Linked DNA regions of Sus scrofa: region 2 is linked to region 1. Evidence: chromatin contacts called from public Hi-C data. All regions are on one chromosome and are shown on one strand. The core of a region is the stretch at or near the end of the contact, and the rest is flanking DNA. Distances in the headings are between cores, read along the strand shown.

Region 1 (3,360 bases), core at 690-3,189:
AGGCCACAGCACCAGAAAACCAAGGTGGGGATAGGACTGAGGAAAAGCAATGGGCTTCTCTCCAGGAAGCACGAGGGGCCAAGTTATTCAAACACAACAGGTCTCAAAAGCAAACTCCATGCCCCGGGCAGTGCAACCTTCTGGGTTCTCCCTTGAGTGTGTGAACAAAGAAGCAAGATCCCAAGGGCTGATCCAACTTGAGAGAGAGAAAGAGGGAGATCTGGACTTAAAAGTTATAAAAATGGAATAAAAAGGGAACCTCGAAAAACCCTGCCACATCCATTAAAATACCTGACCACCTACCATACACATGTACCCAGGTTTCAAATATTAAAGACACATCACATGAAGAAATGGACAGATATGTCATACAGCAAGAACAGTAAAATGTTAATGGTAGAATACATGTGGTAGTATATGTTCACTAAAAAATTCTTTTACTTTTCTTGTATGTCTGAAATTCTTCATAATAAAATATGAGGGGGGAGCTTTTGCAGAGGGAAATCTGATTTGTACTTTTGAAAAAAAAAAAAAAAAAAAAAGAATAAAAACAACCTCCCAGTCTTGCCTCAAGGAGCTTACAAACAATTCAACATGCATGGACAGAGGCATCTTTGAGGCCAGGAGAGAAAAGATAAGTCTAGAAAGACAGCAGGATTTGAGCCTGAGTTACAGGCAAGAACCCAAGAGAAATGGATCTGGGGAGCAATGAGAAGTCTGGTTTTATACATGCTGGTTTGGCTGGAATGCCTGAAAGATGCCAAGGTGGACGTGGGTCACCATGACTTAGGCTTGTGACTGCCTCAGACTCCCCCAGTCCTGACCTCTAATGTGGGAAAGATCTTGGGGAAGAAGCTCAACATCCAGGAAGCTACTTGTCTGTAAGACTTAACTAAGCAGGATGATGGAGCATGGCAGTGATTTTATCCATGGAGGTATGTATGGCACAGGATTTCAGTACACAGTACTAATATGTATACTGAACAAACTGCTAACGGTAGAGACACCATCTTAAGCTGGAAACATCCAGAAGATCAGCCACCTGTCTGTGATTTTTATAAAGACTTGGAGGGAGTTCCCGTCGTGGCACAGTGGTTAACGAATCCGACTAGGAACCATGAGGTTGCGGGTTCGGTCTCTGCCCTTGCTCAGTGGGTTAATAATCCGGCGTTGCCGTGAGCTGTGGTGTAGGTTGCAGACGCGGCTCGGATCCCGCGTTGCTGTGGCTCTGGCATAGGCCGGTAGCTACAGCTCCGATTTGACCCCTAGCCTGGGAACCTCCATATGCCGCGGGAGCAGCCTAAGAAATAGCAAAAAGACAAAAAAAAAAAAAGACTTGGAGAATATTCAGGCTTGGGGTGGTGGAGATCCTGGCATTCTGCCATATTGTTGGGAACTGCCCCCCCGCCCCCCAACAGAAAGCACTGCTCACCAGCCTCAGGCAAGCCTCTCACACTCACTGGGGAAGGGACAGATGAGCAGGAATGACCAGAGGCAGCCCACAGACCCCCTGCCTACTTCCAGCTGGTCTCCCACCTGGTTCACAAGATGTGCTCCAAAGCCTGACACACCAACCAACGGATGCTGCTTTCAAAACCTGAGGAGTGGCACTTGGGAACAAAACTGACCACCCCAAGAAAGGATCGAAAATCGACTGCTCTTAACAGAAACATTCTGTTTGACAGCAAAATGTGCAAGTCCATCTAAGAAAACTGCTGCCACTTGCAGGCATCCCTGCCTGACCATGGACCCCCAGCCTTCACGGAGCCCTCCAGATGCCGCGTGCCCTCTGTGGCACATGCTTCACCTCTCTAAACAAACAAGGGGTGTCTTTGTTTAAATTTGAAAAAAAAAAAAAAGAACCTGTCTCACAGGCTATGATTACATCAGCAGAGCGCTCTCATTCTCTGCATCAATCCAAAGGCTTTGAAGCTCTGAGTGCACAGCGCCCTTTGATCTTGTGGTTCCAGCCTCGGGCAAAGCCGATACCATCGCGGCGCCCACGCGGGTACCCACTGTCCATGCTGGGACCCACCAACTATGGCTGACCAGGACCCAGCCCCCAGACCAGGCGGCCAGTAATAGCACCCAAGTGCACACTCAATGGCTTATGAAGTGGGGGAGGGGAGACTGTCCTCTTGGGGGGACACCACTACCTGAGCATTAACCTATTGTGGGAATAGCACTGAGATTATGTATTTTTAAAAAAATCTTTTAGAAATATTTACTGATTAAAAATGATATGTCTGGCTTTGCTTCAAAAGAACATGAGAGGTGGGGGAGCAGATGAAACAAGAGGGGCAACTTTTAAAGCAGGTGGTGGGGGCTGGGTGGCGGGGACTGTGGAAGTAGGTACACTGTGTACATGACACCTCCTGCCCACTTGTGAATACACGTAACACTTTGTGCAATAAGAACTTGAAAAAGAAAACTTCTAACTCTGCTATTTTTAACAGTTATTCCTCACAGACTGTTTAATTTAGGAAAGAAAAAAGCAGTTTGACACTGGATGGAGTCAGGGTGGATCACGTCAGACTTTCCAACTGTGCCCCAGGGCCGTCACTAGAGCTACCCAGGAGGCATGTGGCTCACAGGGCCAGCGTTCGCAGTGCAATCCCTGCAAGGGGAGGCATGTCAGGGGTCATCCCTGTCAGGAGCTCTTCATGGTCTAAGGATCTCAGACCTCTTCAAGAGAAAGATGAAGATGGGAGAATCCATCTCTCCAGAAAAACACCCACAAACACAGTGAAACCAGAGGAAATACCAAACCTATCCTCAAAATCTGTTACTTAGAGAAATCAGATTAGAAATGCGCCTTGGAGAAAGCACTCTAGGTTGCTTCATTTGGACAACTCCTTCCCTCAAAGGATTGGCCTCCCAATGCGTGAGGTCATGGCACATCTCTGGGTTGAATGGCAAGGCCAGTTTTGCTCCTTACTGGCCCTGCGGCCCTGGGTAAGTCGCCTAACCTCGCTCAGCCCATCCCCACATTTTGCAAACGAAGAACTATTTATGATGACCTGGTGTTGCCACCTCTTCTGTCACACACTTAACTGGGGAGTAAGAAATGGAGGAAAAAATGCCAAGAAGGAAGAGATACATAGGGATGCAAATATGAGTCCACCTGCAGCTGCAGCTGAATAAGCCACACACAGGTCGGGCATAAAAGAGCTAACTGGGAAACAGACATGGTTCAGGACTGTTAGGTGTGTTCAAGGCCAGAACTTCATGCACACAAGCCAGAAGGCAGAGAAAAGGCCTGAGGGGGGCAGAGAAGGGAAAATAAATCCTTCCCATACAGGTGGATCCACCTTTGGGAGGGTAAACAGAAAAACTTCAGTGAAGACCACCAACCTACCT
Region 2 (3,430 bases), core at 681-3,180, 88 kb before region 1:
AGGTCTGGAATAGATGAGCTTGGATGGAGTGATGCTATGGGCTGGTGTGGTCAGGAAGGGCTTTATGGAGACCAAGCTGACCAAAGAAGAAGGTAAGGCAGGCCAGGAGCTGGACACAAGAGGTTCTGAGTGAGGCCCCACCCTGCAAACACATCTAGTCCCAGGAAGGGAAGAGTTGATGCCTGGCTGCATTGTGATTATGCATTACAGTCCACTCCCAAGGCCATCATATAACACTGACTACTGTTTACTGACTCTCCTTTCCCTTGGTAGCAGCCAGCATGCCCACAGGTTAGCAACTGGTCCACAGCATCCAAGCAGCCCTTATGGTTTACTGACACCTTTGGATCATGAACTGAAATTTTCTTTTTCTTTTTTTTTTGTCATTTTTGCAATTTCTTGGGCCACTCCCATGGCATATGGAGGTTCCCAGGCTAGGGGTCGAATTGGAGCTGTAGCCACCAGCCTACACCACAGCCACAGCAACTCGGGATCCGAGCTGCATCTGCGACCTACACCACAGCTCACGGCAACGGTGGATCCTTAACCCACTGAGTGAGGCCAGGGATAGAGCCTGCAACCTCATGGTTCCTAGTCAGATTCGTTAATCACTGCACCACGACGGGAACTCCTGAAATTTTCTTTAGGAGTTCCCTGACCCCCACCCAAGGCTCAGTCTGCTCAGTAGGTGCTTCCTTCCATGCAAAAGCATAATTATAAGTGACTGTCTCCAGGATTTATGACTTTAACACATATTTCTTGAATGCCTACCACAATGGCCACAATTGAAGGCTGCACAGACCCAGTCCTGAAATTCAGTCCCTTTTATCTAGGAGATCCAGTAATCACACTAGGGACCCTACATACATCGTAAGAAATACTCCTTGAAGGAAGGAAAAGATCAAGGTGCGGGGAGGAAGAAAGGTGCCTGCTGGCAGGGCCCATGTGTCCCACTTTACATGAGACCTTAACTGGTCCTGCGCACAGCACACCTCAGCACAGGCACTGCCTCGGAACTCTCAGCAAATGTTAGAACATCTTTTCGGTATGAACACTCAGAGCCAACGACAGATATATAGGCAATTATTGCTTCAGGAAGGCAGATTAATTTTAAAGTATAGTTTGATAGCCTTTAATAGTGCTGAAAATTGAAAAAGCCAGTTAATGACTTTGAAAGTCATTATAATGAAAGAGACTAAAGAGACTATGAACCACAGAAAGGTGGAGCTGGGCTGGATCACTTCCTTTGGTCAATAATAGGTCGATGACTGTGTCATTAAGAAAAGGACTTCTTGCAAAGGAACAGCTTAATCCCAGGAAAAGGAAAGAGTAAAAAGGTTACATTAAGGGAATCAGGGATAATCTCTATCAATTACCCAGAGCCTTTCCTGTTGGGGAAGTCTCAAAAAGAAGAACAGGAAAAGAGCTGGGTCATGATCCAGGTGCTTACGCTTTGTTTTATGATCTGGGAGTTTGGCAGTCTGGTTTGTGGGTAAGCGGAGAGAGCTAAAACTGCAAGTGCTACATAACCCCCAAATCAAGCAGATAATTACAGAATATGCTGAGGTTGATTCAAGAGGCACTCAACTATCAGGCAGGCATGGAGGACCCACTGGCATCATTTTGAGGCTAAACGAGTCAAACTGCATCCCTCCAGGTGGCTGGACTATTGGAAGGACTAGTGAATCAAATCCAGAAGGGAGAAAGAGCCTGTTATCCCAGGGAGCCAATGCAGCCCAGCCAAAGAGTCACTGAGTCCTCATGCAGAGGGACAAAGGGGGGCCTCTTAGGCAAGAGTGACCTCTGCTATGGTCCATGTGAATCGATTAAGTGCCTCTCGGTCCTGGAATGGGATTAAAGAGTACCTAGTCCCACGTCCTAGGTTTGCAAAGGATGCAGTGACTTCCCGAGGTCAGAGCACGCTGGCAGCAGGGAGGGCGTGCAGCTCAGAGCCGACTGCATCCTGTCAGCCCTGCCCCCACTTCTTTATAGTCCATTATGTTCTGTAATGTCCAAGTTTTACTTTCGGACAAAATAAAAACTTAGGGAGATCCAATGTCAGGTCTCCCAAAATAACTGAGAGATATATTTAACCAGCACCTATTAGTAAGAATATAAATACTCTGCATATTATTTTAACCAATCATTTACTAGAACATTCCTAAACTAAGAAATCTGAAGCCAAGCATTTAAGGAGTTTTTTTTTTAAACCAACTTGTGAAAGGAAGAAGGTTGATCGTCACGAGCTCACTAGCCCGACAGGTGTATGTTAGCCTCAAAAGGAGATGGAGTCTTGAAAAGAAGGATCCATTAAAATAATTTCAAATGTACCAATTAAGAAAAATAAATCCTAAACACTGAAGAAGTCCCTCAATTCCCCACACATGCTCAGGTTGCTTCTACTGGGATTAGGACATCTGCATAACTCCAAGTGATAAATAAGAACGGATTGAAGCCAGAGCTTTTAGAGGAGCACCCAGCCCCTGCTACTCTGCTGGTCACACCATCATAAAGCCCAGAGCCCCATCCTCCTGAGAGCATGAAGATATGCTACACTGAGATAAGGCAATAAGCAGGGACCAACCAAGACTCAGAAGTAATGGGTTCCCCAAGGCCCACAGCCCTGCTTCGGTTTTGGCCCTGACAGAAAGTGTGCCCAGGATCAGCGTCTGACAGTCAAGAGGAGGTTAGGCTTGGGGGTCATGTTAACAGCTAACAGATGAAGTTATAGATTAACTCATCACTGGCATTAGTTGGTTAATGTACAATTTTGTAGGTAACTTCAAAAGTCCTGGGCCAAGTTCAGAGTAAAAAAAAAGCAGTGTTCCCGTTTCTTATTTAAAATTTTAATATTTTCTTTTTTTATATGATTTTTATTTTTTTCATTATAGCTAGTTTACAGTGTCTTATTTAAAATTTTAAAAGGAATAAACTGTTGATAAAGTCAACATGGATGAATCTCAAAGTAATTATGCTGAGTAAAAGAAGCCAGATTAAAGAGTACATATTGTATGATTTCATTCATATAAAATCCCATAAAATTCAAACTAATCTATAGAGCAGAAAGCAGATAATGGCTGTCTGGGGACTGGCAAGGGACAGAGACAGAAGGGGGAGGGAAGGGCTTCAACGGGGCATGTAGTGATGGAAAGTTCGTTATCTTGATTGTGGTAATGGTTTCATGGATGAACGTGTGTATGTGTCTAGGTCAAAACTTATCAAATTATACTATATTATGTGCTTTTTATTTATTACATGTCTATTATACTTAAGTAAAGAACTTAAGGGATGGGGGAGAATCTGCAAATATTCTTTTCCTATTATTGCTCTTATTGCTTAAAAGCAAAAAAGGGGAGTTTCCATCATAACTAGTTAGAGGAAACAAATCCATGAAGAGAGGATTCATCCCTGACCTTGCTCAGTGGGTTAA

Evidence for each region. Hi-C and Micro-C count contacts between places; a contact is called where the count stands out from the background.
Region 2: a contact with region 1 is called in a Hi-C map of liver, with 3 times the contacts expected there. The contact joins two enhancer-like sites. A contact is called at or near these places in 6 of 47 Hi-C or Micro-C datasets (heart right ventricle, liver and skeletal muscle) and 1 of 2 datasets of contacts at active chromatin or transcription factors (skeletal muscle).

Annotation. Positions count from the first base shown.
Region 1 is chr14:46,123,235-46,126,594 of Sscrofa11.1, reverse strand. The region is part of intron 1 of ZNRF3 (E3 ubiquitin-protein ligase ZNRF3); the gene reads right to left. Among named protein-coding and RNA genes, the nearest start is that of ZNRF3, 33 kb to the right of the region's middle. Within about 2 kb of position 1,939, at least 13 of the 83 cell types and tissues checked have an H3K27ac peak or open chromatin away from gene starts, as enhancers often do. A contact at or near this core is called in liver, where this site is marked.
Region 2 is chr14:46,211,536-46,214,965 of Sscrofa11.1, reverse strand. The region is part of intron 2 of ZNRF3 (E3 ubiquitin-protein ligase ZNRF3); the gene reads right to left. Among named protein-coding and RNA genes, the nearest start is that of C14H22orf31, 41 kb to the left of the region's middle. Within about 2 kb of position 1,930, at least 13 of the 83 cell types and tissues checked have an H3K27ac peak or open chromatin away from gene starts, as enhancers often do. A contact at or near this core is called in liver, where this site is marked.